Linked DNA regions of Mus musculus: region 1 is linked to region 2. A link is a contact called in public HiChIP or PLAC-seq data. All regions are on one chromosome and are shown on one strand. The core of a region is the stretch at or near the end of the contact, and the rest is flanking DNA. Distances in the headings are between cores, read along the strand shown. Region 1 overlaps Lmod1 (leiomodin 1 (smooth muscle)). Region 2 holds the start of Rnpep (arginyl aminopeptidase (aminopeptidase B)).

Region 1 (6,230 bases), core at 3,310-5,809, 47 kb before region 2:
GCATCTGAAGTCAGCTGCAGTGTGCTTATGTATAATAATAAATAAATCTTTGGGCCGGAATGAGCGGGGTAGACCGGAGCAAGCAGAAGTCCTAAATTCAATTCCCGACAACCATGTGAAGGCTCACAACCATCTATACAGCTACAGTGTATTCAACCACATAAAATAAATAAATAAATAAACAAATCTTTTAAAAATATGCATTGGAGCCAGGCGTGGTGGCACATGCCTTTAATCCCAGTACTCGGGAGGCAGAGGCAGGCAGATTTCTGAGTTCGAGGCCAGCCTGGTCTACAAAATGAGTTCTAGGACAGCCAGGGCTACACAGAGAAACCCTGTCTCAAAAAAAAAAAATATGCATTGGTGTTTTGTCTGCATGTCTTATGTCTGTGTGAGGGTGTTAGATCTTGGCGTTACAGACAGCTATGAGCTGCCACGTGGATGCTGGGATTTGAACCCAGGTTCTCTAGAAGAGTAGTCAGTGCTCTTAAATCCTGAGCCATCTCTCCAGCCCCTACTTGTGTTTTTTTGTTTTTGTTTTTTGAGACATGGTTTCCCTACTATATAGCTCTGGTTTTCAAAGAACTTGATTTGTGGACCAGGCTGGCCTTGAACTCACAGAGATCCACCTGCTTCTGCCACCATGCCCAGCTAGAAGATGCTGTTCAGATCTTCATGGTTGGAAAGCTAAAGAGTCCAGAGTAAAAGAACCTAGCCTGAGCTTTAGGAAAGTGGCTGACTCTTAGAAGACTGGGTTAGGAGAAGGATGCAGAATATAGCCAAAGAACATGGCTGTACCCTGACTGCTCTCAAAGATGGGCTCGCCTGAAAATGACCACAATGGCTATCTGCCCAGTACCCGTTATTTCGAAGCATGGTGTTAGATCACCTCCATCTTTTTAAATCTCATCTTCATAAAAACTCTTCAAATCAGTAGCATCATCCTTTGAAGTAAGTCAAGTGTTCTTGAAACATAAACTCCACACTTAGACACATACCAGACAGAAAAGAAGTCGCAAGTGGGAGAAACATGTTCTTAGGATCCTGGTTTATAATAGCCCCAGACTGGAAACTTCCCACATTGCCACTAACAGGGAGATGGATTAAATACATTTTAGTATACTCATGCTGTGGAATATTGCACAGGGTGGATGTATAAAAATGTGGTGATACGTCTTCAATTCCAGCACTCTGAAGGCAGAGCAGACACATCTCTGAGTTCGAGGTCAGCCTGGTCTACAGAGCAAGTTCCAGGACAGCCAGGGCTACACAGAGAAACCCTGTCTCAGAAAACAAAACAAAACAAAACAAAACAAAATGCTATGGACGACACCACTGTTGATTTTACCGACAGTGGAGTAAAAGAGTCCAGAGAACTCTTCCCTTAGGAGTCCATAAAAACAGACAAAACCAACCTATGGGGTTGGAAGTTGAGGTAGGTGTTAGCCTTGGGGAGAAAGCTTGGGTGGGTGCTGTGGTACTGTCAAGCTGATATTCAATGTCCTGATCACTCTGGACTGTCACCCAACTCTGTCTACACTTCTGCACTGTGCACACTTCTGCACGGCTTTTATGTTGTTGTAAAGCCTGTGTGGGGGAAGGCCCACTTTGCAAAGTACAAATGCAATACGGAAAAGAATAAAAAACAAAAGAAGTTAACGCTTATATGTATGCTAAGCGCTTGTCTGAGGCCACACAGTGTCCGAAGTCAGCAGAGAAGTCACCATGTCCCCTGACTTGACTTGGAAATCTGTTTAGGACCCATCTCTCAGGTGTCATTTGGGTACTGGGAGGGAACTGTGTGCTCCCCCATGCCTGAGCATGGGTGGCCTTGAGGACAGACTGATGCACATGAAATAGAAAGTCTACGGGGCTTTTAAGCCTTGCTGGCACAGGTTGTAGTCTGGTGACAGCTTGCAGGCCAGATTTCTTGTCTAAAAGTGTTTTCCTGTTTTCTCTACCTCTCCCAGGGAGCACTGAGCATTCTTCTGGTGGCCTAGGCCTTGACCTCTGACGACTGTGCAGCCTCCTAAAATTCTCCCTGCTTCAAATCCAGCCTATATATGGCTGCTCCTGCTGCCTCCCCAGCTCACGCAGTGCATGTGTCAACACATCAGAGAACAGCTTCGCTACCTCCTCCCCACACCTGTCAATCAAGCTGCATCACTGCTATCTCCTTTGCTTTCCCTCCATGCAGCGGTGAGACTCTGCCTGGCATGCGGACCTGCCAGCTGCTGTGAGCTCCATCTCTTCCTTACTCCTTCCCCAGTGCCATCAAAGTGTTTCCTTCTGCTGACTTATTCCCAACAGCAGACAGATAGGCAACAATGTTCCCTGTCTCTAAAAAGTCCTCCCTGTTGCCACATTTACCTTGGCGCTCTCTCTCTCTCTCCCTCTCTCTCTCTTTATTTATTTATTTATTTAGTTTTTTGAGACAGGGTTTCTCTGTGTAGCCCTGGCTATCCTGGAGCTCACTTTGTAGACCAGGCTGGCCTCGAACTCAGAAATCCGCCTGCCTGATTAAAGGCGTGCGCCACCACACCCGGCCCTTACCTTGGCTCTCTTGATTGTGTTAGAGTCTCTCTCTCTCTCTCTCTCCCTCTCTCTCTCTCTCTCTCTCTCTCTCTCACACACACACACACACACACACACAGGCACACATTTCTTTCTCGAATCTGTATACACTGTTGAGTCTATTCTTCACTACAGTGCAATAACTCCATTATTCGAGTGGCTTCCATGGTCTAGGCAGGGTGGCTGATCCCCTGCCTTCTTATTATTATTAAACCTCTTAGCAATAAGGACAAGGTAGAGATCAGAGAGCTCTCTTCCCTGACTCCTTTTTCCTACTTGCTTCTATGAGACCACCAGCCCCCCCCCAGTCTCACGCCCAAATGTCTACTCTCCACCAACACCCACTCCCTAAGTGATCCCTTCTAGGCTCATGGTTTTAACTATTATTCGAGGGGTGGAAAGATGTCTCAGCAGTTAAGGGCACTTGCTGCTCTTGCAGAGAGCAGCTCGCAGCACCCAGCTCCCAGTCATTCATTACTTCAGTTCCAGGGAATCTAATGCCTTCTTCTGGCCTCTGTGGACACCAGGCACACACACGGTGCACAAACATAAAACAAAAACATAGAAATAATGCTTTTGTTTTAGGCTTGTTTTTCAAGGCTTGGTTTCTCTGTGTATCCCTGGCTGTCCTGGAACTAGCTTTGTAGACCAGGCTGACCTTGAACTCACAGAGATCTGCCTCACCCTGTCTCTCAAGTGCTGGGATCATGTACGCTCTGTGTATGTGTGTGTGTGTGTGTGTGTGTGTGTGTGTGTGTGTGTGTGTGTGTGTGTGTGTGTGTACAGTCTACCACGCTGGTTAGTTTATGTTAACTTGACACACAAGCTAGGGTTATCTGGGATCAGGGAACCTCAGTTGAAAAAATATCTTCATCAGATTGATCTGTGGGCAAGTCTGTGGGGTGATTTTCTTGACCAGTGGTGGATGTGGAAGGGCTCAGCACACTGTAGGTAGTGCCACCCCTGGGCAAGTGGTCCAGGGTTGTATACGTGGGTAAGCAGGGGAACAGGCCTTGGAAAGCAAGCCCGTGAGTGGCATCCCTCCACGGTGTCTGCTTCAGTTCCTGCCACCAGGTTCCCACCCTGCTTGAGTTTTCACCGTGGCTTCCGTTAAGGATGGACCGTGAACGGACTGTGACCCAGACGTGTGAACCAAATAAACCCTTTCCTCCCCAGGTTGCTTTTCGTCATGGTCCAAAGACCATTGTCTGCAACAATAGAAAGCAAAGTACACTATCTATCCTGACTGTGAGAATGAATGTAATCTGTGGTGACAAGGACAGTCTCTATGCTGTTCACCCTGTCCTAGCATTTAGAAAATGCCCAACATAATAGAATAGATATTTGACACATTAGTGATTTAGTAGACTCCTCCTTGTCCTTATAAGCATAAAATGTGATTTGTGAATTCTGTGTATAAAGGCAGTAAAGAGCCTGGCGTATGGATCAGACAAAGCCTAGGTTTAAAATGTGTGAGGCTCTGGGTGCTATCCATCCTTAGCACTGACAGAGCAAGCAGTGGCGAAGAGAGGGATGCACATGTGGTAAGCAGGGGGATGAGTGGGCTGAGGAGGACCAAAGGGAAGGCAAGAAACAAACATCCATGAGCCTTCAGTACCAGGTTTCCAACCCAGCACATGCCTTGGAGCCTTTGCAGGTTATTGAGCCTAACCACTCCCCAGGACCAGGCACTTCAGCTTCCATTTGACAGATACTCTGGTGCGTACAGTGATTTGTCCAAACCATACAATCAGCACAGTAGGCTGGGAGTCCAGGTCTGCTTGGACTCTGGCGATTCCAACCTGTCGATTCTATACATGCAGCACCCATAGTACCTCCTGGAGCCCTGCTCCAAGACCAGTGCACCTCAGTGCAGGAGACAGGCATTTTGCATTCTGCTGTCCCTGCCCCCTGCTCTGGAGTCAGGGCTGATGAGATAGCCAGAGCCTAGGGATCCTGAACAGGGAAGAAGTGAGGGCAGGAGAGGGTGGAGCGTGGAGCAGGAGGCCTTTCTATTCCTAGCTGTTTGTAAACAGTGTCCTGACGACCTGGCCTGGCCTGTGCAGTGGACCCCAGACATAGCTGAAGCCAAAATTCCCAAAGCAGCCCTGGCTTTTCTGAGATCATGCTAGGTTGGAGCATGGCTGACAAGGAGAGTTCTCCATGCCTAAACAGCCCCTCGGCTTTCTCTTTCCCGCTAGTTCTCAGAACCAGTAAACTAGCATGGGTCCCTGGGTCTGGGATGAGAAGGAGGTGAGATAAAGGTAGTTCTGTCAGGTGACTGGAGCCAGGCAGTAATCGAAGACAAACAATCCTCGCCTCCTTCCCTAAATTACTTCCTTGCTTTTCTCCTTTCCCCTCACCCTCTTGTCATTACCTCATTCCTGCAGACAGAATGTTTTCAGCCTTGTGAGGTTGTTTTTTTTTTTTAAATGTCGTTTTGGCATCTGCATAGGTACAAAGCCTGAAGAATTTAGAGTGAAGAAAGTCTCTCTCCTGGTGAACTAAACTCTCAATACTTGATCCTGTTTAATCCTCCAATAACCCTTCCAGGCTGATTTTTATCATTCCTACTTGACAAGTAACGGAGCTGAAGAAGCTAAGCCGATGAGACGGGGTTGGTAATGCCCTTGGCATCCGCACATGATAAATAAGTCAATGTTCTCTCTCTCACCTAAGGCACTCAGCTTCACTGGCACTTCGAGGGACAGAAGCAGAACCCAAATCTGCACCTAGCTGAGTCCAGGTACCTATGGTTTTCTAGCTCCTGCCTGGCCCGGCTGCAGAGAAGCCCTGAGCAGGGACGGATACCCTGACTGTCAACCACCTCTTTCTGCTGCTTATGCCTAGTGTGGTTCAATAAGCACAATACAACCAACTTGGACCTTACCCTATGAATAAGGATATTCCTGTTTATCCAACTTGGCAAGCACAGTTTCTTGCTCCCTCTACCTCTATGCCTTGTGGCCCTTCTTGTTTTGACTACACACACACACACACACACACACACACACACACACTCACGCGCACACACACACACACACTCACGCGCATGTGCGCGTGTTCTTGTGCCCTGCAAATCTTTCTCAGTACCTGCCACTCAAGGCTTGCCTATTCTGAGTCAGCTGTGGAAATGCTGGCATGAGCTGACACCATAATTCCACAGTCTCCTGGAGGAAGGAGAGAGACTGGGAGTGCAGATAGGCTAGATGAAAGCTTTTCTTCCTCATTTTATCCACGTCTGGGGACCATGAAGTCCTTGAAGCCCTGGTGCTTCCAACTCTCTGTGTTGCTGGCCGCTGCCTTTCTTGATCAGTAGCACTCAGACTGCTTTGAACCCCCCCCCCCCACGTTCCTCTCTTTGTAAATCTTCCTCACTCCTGTCCATCATTCCTCTGGCTTGCCCACCTCTCATGTTTCCTATCCTGCCAAGCTCTCAAGTTCGCAGACTTGTTGTTCCAAGAAGGGGCAAGCATCAGAAGCCATGCTACCAATGGGATCCAGGTTTTTTTGTTTGTCTTGTATTTTGGTTTTTGTTTGTTTGTTCGAGATAGGGGTTCTCTGTGCATCTTTTTCTGTCCTGGAACCTCTCTGGAGACCAGGCTAGCCTTGAACTTACAGAGATCTGCCTGCCTCTTCCTCCCAAGTGCTGGTAT
Region 2 (6,137 bases), core at 2,346-4,845:
TGGGATCAAAGTTAGCTTGTCAGGCTTGGCAGTTCTCGGTGCTGGCTGGCTCTTGCCTCCTCTCAACACCACTTCTTTCTGCTTGTTTTGCTTTGTTTTGTTTTAAGATAGGGTTTCTCTGTGTATCTCTACATTATGAGACTTGTCTCAAATTCAGAAATCTGCCTGCCTCTGCCTCCTAAGTGCTGAGATTAAAGGTGTGTACTACCACCACACTTGGCTCAACAAGATCTTTTTTTTTTTTTTCCTGTTATACTGCTCTTTATTTATTTAAACAAGGACACAGGCTGGCATGCCCAAAGACATCACTCAGTACCTAGTTGGTTCAGGCAATCCCCCTATTGGTCGGTTAGGTCCTGATTTCTAGTAATATTCACATGGTGTCTACAATCAGCTGATCCTATCTCAAGAGACTCCAGGCACATCACAGACATGGAGCATATAGGACCAGGTGGCCTCACTGGACATCATCATCATCATCAAAGAGATTTTCAAAATCATTAAAAATGTCTGCAGGAACTGCCTTTTCATTGGCTGCCAAGTCCATCAAGAGACCAGTGCTATCTCCAGCCTCATCCAGGTCTATATAGGGCCCCCGCGCCCTCGGGGAACGTCTCATCCACAGCCAGTTTCATCTAGAGATCAAATCTCTCCCCCCACAATCAGTGTCTGCTTTAAAAACCACTAGTGCCAGGTAGAGGTAGTACACGCCTTTAATCCCAGCACTGGGGAGGCAGAGGCAGGCAGATTTCTGAGTTCGAGGCCAGCCTGGTCTACAAAGTGAGTTCCAGGACAACCAGGGCTATACAGAGGAACCCTGTCTCAAGAAATCCAAAATTAAATAATAAACAAATAAATAAGCACTAGTGCCTTTTATTGGAGAATAAATACAGAATCCAAAGTCTAGGTGGGTGTTCTATGCAGGCTGGAGAATCATGTGTGCATGCTCTCAGTTTCAGATGAATGAGTTTATTAGGCATGTAGCAAGCAAAGTAAAAGAACCAATAGCAAGTAGCAGATAGACAGGAGCAGACAGACAGCAGACACACAGCAAATTATCATCAGATCAAACCCAGCAGAGGTGACAGGAGCAGTGGAGTTAGAAAGCCAAGATAACATCAAATCAGGCCTTAGCGACATCCAGCAGGAACTGACTGGGGAACTCTGGAATTCCCAGCCTAGCAGCTTTTCCTGGATAAGCTGCCCCTCCCCATCACAGGAACTTTTATCCCATGGAATAAGCAACAGTCATTTCTGTTGGAAGTAACTTCAAGCTGTTCAGGGACTCGGTGTTTTTAATAACCTTAGCAGCTTGCTGTTTTCCTCTTCTCCCTTTTACATAGTGGGGAAGGGGGTGAAGAGGGAACAGTGGCATACTGACCCAGGACAGGGGCAATTTGGAGGACATTTTAAACAAATTTGGGGTTGAAGTGGAGGGGTCAAGTTTCAAGTGCCAGCTTCTTGGTGAGCTAACATAGCAGGTAACACTTTACCAATACAGGTGCTCTGTTGTCACTAGAATGTCCCTGCTTCTATGATTTTTTTTCTGCATTAAGTTAAGGAGAAAAGAAAAACCCAGATTCATGCATGGTGAGTTAAGACTTTAATCACATCAGTCAGGAGGCAGAGGTAAATAGATCTCTGAGGCTGAGGCTGCAGGTCTAGGCCAGCCAGGGCTGCATTAGTGAGACCTTGTCTTATGAGAAGGGGGTGGGGGTCTGGGGTATAGTTCCGTGGTAAATCATTTGCCTAGCATATGTGAGTCTCTAGGTTCTATACCAGTTCCTGGGGGAAGTTTTGTCTTTGGATAGATAATAGAGATATATACCTTTAATTGTTGTTTTCCTCCTCCAAAGACATGAACAAATATCTGTTCACTATGGCTAGGGGTACTCTGGACTACTGAAGAAACATACCCAAAGCTCCACAAAAAAAGAGTGTCCTCTGTCCCTGCATGGTCCCTATTTCTTTTCCTTTCCTTTCTTTTCTTTTTTTTTTTAAAGATTTATATATTTTATTTATATGAGTACACTGTAGCTGTCTTCAGACACACCAGAAGAGGGCATCGGATCCCATTACTGATGGTTGTGAGTCACCATGTGGTTGCTGGGAATTGAACTCAGGACCTCTGGAAGAGCAGTCAGTGCTCTTAACCACTGAGCCACCTCTCCAGCCCATAGTCCCTATTTCTATAACCTCGAGAACCTTGTCACATTCTGAGCTACCTAAATTGTATGACCTTCTTTCTTCTTTAAGACTGAAAAGTGCCGGGTGTGGTGGCATACACCTTTAATCCTAGCACTCGGGAGGCAGAGGCAGGCAAATTTCTGAGTTCCAGGCCAGCCTGGTCTACAAAGTGAGTTCCAGGACAGCCAGGGCTATACAGAGAAACCCTGTCTCCACAAACCAAAAAAAAAAAAAAAAAAAAAAAAAAAAAGACTGAAAAGTTTCAATCCCTAGGAAATGGCTACACTTAATCTCTTCATTTGTTGCCTCTGCAAGGCACTGTCACAGAAGAGAAACAAAATGTAGCGCTGTGTCCAGCTCAAACTGAGCCACACAAGGAAAATACAAAGAACATGCAATGGGCGACTAAGCATTTCCATGCGTGCAGGGATGAGGGTGTAGCTCAAAGGCAGAGTGCTTGTTTAGGGTACTTAAGGCCCTACATTTGATCTCCAGCATTGATAAACAAATATTATCTAGGAAGGGTGTAATCCCATAACTCCTCAAGCTGATGTAGGATGGCTATTTTGAGACTACCTTGGGCTACATAGTAACACAATAATTTTTTTTAAAGTTGCATGATTTCAATAGCTAGGGAGTTTAACTAGTCTTAATGAACTCATTTAAAAATCTAACTTGAGGGTAGAGAGATGGCCCAGCGGTTGAGAGTCCTTGGCTGCTCTTGTAGAGGACCTGGTTTGGTTCCCAGCATCCAATGACAACTTACAAGGTCTGTAACTCCAGTTCCAGGGGGTCCGACTCTATCTGCAGGCACTAGGCATACGTGCGGGCAGAACACCCATCCATATTTTTTCAAAAGAAAAAATTAAAAATAGAAACAACTAAATTTAAGTTGAGTGGGAACATATAGATATATAACAACCACAAAACGTCTCTGGTCCTGACACAAAAGCGTTAAAGATCTGTGTGCCTGGGGTTGCGGGGGTTTGTGTGTGTGTGTGTGTGTGTGTGTGTGTGTGTGTGTGTGTGTGGCTATTTACTAAGCACGCTAGACATCTTCCTTGACGGAAGAACAGCATTACAACTCCTGTTTTACAATTCATTCAAGATGTCACACATGTCCTAATGACTGGCCTAGTGGAGAGAGTGAGTGAAATTTCAAACCCAGAGCCTTTCAATCCAGGTTCTGGTCCCCTGCATCTTGCAGACTGCTTAGAAGATGGGGAATCCTCAAGGGTGACCTGGAACTAGGGTGACCCACCACACCACCTACTTCGGTCTCAGGGTAGCACAGGAACCTGTGTGAAGCAGGAAGAGGGGTTGTGTGCCACAAGGGAGGGGACAGCCCCAGGGGGTTAGGGGCTGTGGCCGCCCGAATTCCTCGGAGGGCGGGGCGCATGGTGGCGCGTCGCCTCGAGGCGGAGCCTGCCAAGACCCGAGGAGCGACCGACCTTCCTGGCGGGTGAGCAACCGCTCAGGAGCCATGGAGAGCGGCGGACCAGGCAACTACAGCGCGGCCGCCCGGCGGCCACTGCACTCGGCCCAAGCCGTGGACGTGGCCTCGGCCTCCAGCTTCCGCGCCTTCGAGATCCTGCACCTGCACCTGGACCTGCGGGCCGAGTTCGGGCCTCCGGGCCCGGGTCCGGGAAGCCGCGGATTGAGCGGCACGGCGACGCTGGAGCTGCGTTGTTTGCTTCCCGAGGGCGCCTCGGAGCTGCGGCTCGACTCGCACAGCTGCTTGGAGGTGACGGCGGCGACGCTGCGACGGGGACAGCCGGGAGACCAGCAGGCGCCGGCAGAGCCCGTGCCTTTCCACACACAGCCCTTCTCGCACTATGGCCAGGCCCTGTGCGTGGCCTTCCGGCAGCCCTGCGGTGCCGCCGATCGCTTCGAGCTGGAGCTCACCTACCGCGTCGGGGAGGGACCCGGGGTGAGTGCGCGCGGGGCGCCCGGGCCACCGGCCTCTCTCAGCCCCCTTGGCCAGCCTGCTGCTCCTAAGCAGCCCAGAGATGGAGAGCAGGAAATCTGGCTCTGCTTCCGCAGCTTCCGCGGGAGATCCCCGTGCCCCTACTCTCTTCCCCAGAAGCCGGCTTTGGATTCCTGCCCCGTGCTCCCCATTCCTGGGCTCGAACCTCTCCAGCCGGTGCTTTGTTCCTCCTACCCGTCCTTCCTTCCTGCCTTCCTGGTCTCTGTCGGGATTATTTGCCTTAGATTGCCCTGCCTCACCTCTGACACACACGTGCTGGACCGACTTGTCCGCTAGCCTCTGTCTTTTCAGGATGAGAAACTTGCTTCGCAAACTTTGCTTTTTGTTTTGTTTTATAATTCTCCTTGCTGGAGCCTGGACAGTGTTGGTTAATTAGCTGGATGCTGACAGGGTCCTTTCATGTGCTAGCAAGCCCTTTTGGTTGCACAGGTTAAAACAGCCCGAGAAGCATTTTTACTTCCTCCTTTGAAATCCTGCTATTGACTTAAAAGAATCCGAGCAAAAATGGGAATGTGTAATTAGAGTACTCTAGACTTTATAATAATTCAGCCTTCTCAATAACGGTTGGCTCTTAAGTCTTAAGGTTTTCAGAGTTGGATGAATATTGGAAGTTTAGGTAACTATTCATAGCGGACATTTGTAAGAGTGACAGCCTTAGGCTGGGTTACAAGGTTCACCAAAGCTGTTGGCAGACTATTGGAGCTTGCTTATCCAGCTAACAGTTCCCCTTTACTGACCCAAAGAGCACTTGACTTCCTCCTTTGATTGGAGGAATAAGCGAGCCTTGCGATAGAACTTGTTGGGAAACTGAAAGCACCATGGTTTAACCTAGCACCAAAAGCAAAGCCAAGTTCCCGTCGGTGCCTGGGCGGAAGCTGGACATTGGGAAATATCTTTGGTTCCTCTGCTATATTTTGAGTCCTAATTTTCAGTGGGAGCTAGAAATTAAACAGGATTGGAAAATTAAACCCTCCCTAAATTTGCATACTCTAAAGTTGTCAAAGTTAACAACAGAATCTATTTTGAGTTTGTAATCCTCCTGCCTCAGCTTCCTGGGTGCTGGGACTCCTGGCAGTGTGCCATCATGCCTGGCCCGTATCAGGTGCCTAGGTTTAGACGTTCACCGGATGTTGTCAAACATTTAGACAAGTGCCTTGCACATCTTAGGAAACCCTGCTCATTATCCTTCCACTATCTTTTGTTTGTTTGTTTGAGACAGGGTTTCTCTGTATAGCCCTGGCTGTCCTGGAACTCACTTTGTAGACCAGGCTGGCCTCGAGCTCAGAAATTCGCCTGCCTCTGCCTCCCAAGAGCTGGGATTAAAGACGTGCGCCACCACCGCCCGGCTCTTCCACTATCTTTAAGTTATAGAGCAGAATCAATTATTGTCCTTCAAAACATCATGGCTGAGGCCTCTCTCTGCTTTCCAAAGGGTTGCCCTTTGGACTACGGAGGTCTTCACTGAGGACATTGGCATGCATTCTTTTCCCGATTTTGCAACCATTCTGATGAGCGCGCTCCCTCAAGCACTGCAGCGCCTTCTCCCAGAATTCACATGGGCGGTAGTGCCCAGGTTTCCTCGTTTCCCCGTTCTGTTTCCTTCACATCATTTAAGAACAAACGAAGCAAAAACAAACAAAACACCGTAAACAAAGATGGCGGAGGGATAATGTACAGGGTTTCCTAAGATGTACAAGGCACTTGTCTAAATACTTGACAAAATTTGGTGAACTTTCTCTCTCTATAAACGCCCGATACCAGCTAGGCATGGTGGCACATTGCCCGAAGTCCCAGTACTCAGGAAGCTGAGGCAGGAGGACTACAAATTCAAAATAACAACCAAAGACAGATTAACGGCATAACTGGGCACAGCTCCTCACGCATCTTCCACGATTTCCATTTCCCTATTAGCATCTGGTCGGTCAGCGCTGGCACACACCAGCTGTCAGGCTAACAAGGCTCC

What was found. HiChIP or PLAC-seq counts read pairs in DNA pulled down with a chosen protein or histone mark.
Region 1: an H3K27ac HiChIP or PLAC-seq map of extraembryonic endoderm stem cells shows a contact between it and region 2. The contact joins the enhancer-like site here to the promoter of Rnpep in region 2. A contact is called at or near these places in 4 of 39 promoter capture datasets (the 3T3-L1 cell line, the SN4741 cell line, embryonic stem cells and 1 more), 3 of 484 Hi-C or Micro-C datasets (the HPC-7 cell line, embryonic fibroblasts and liver), 9 of 115 datasets of contacts at active chromatin or transcription factors (the SCID.adh cell line, embryonic stem cells, epiblast stem cells and 3 more) and 3 of 9 other capture datasets (adipose tissue, liver and pancreatic islet).

Annotation. Positions count from the first base shown.
Region 1 is chr1:135,329,685-135,335,914 of GRCm38.p6, reverse strand. The region is part of intron 1 of Lmod1 (leiomodin 1 (smooth muscle)); the gene reads right to left. Among named protein-coding and RNA genes, the nearest start is that of Lmod1, 8.0 kb to the right of the region's middle. Within about 2 kb of position 4,559, at least 9 of the 459 cell types and tissues checked have an H3K27ac peak or open chromatin away from gene starts, as enhancers often do. A contact at or near this core is called in extraembryonic endoderm stem cells, where this site is marked.
Region 2 is chr1:135,281,542-135,287,678 of GRCm38.p6, reverse strand. Rnpep (arginyl aminopeptidase (aminopeptidase B)) reads left to right here and starts at 3,595. Exons shown (of 11, transcript NM_145417.3): 1 at 3,595-4,117. The coding sequence starts at 3,671. It also overlaps the pseudogene Gm19642.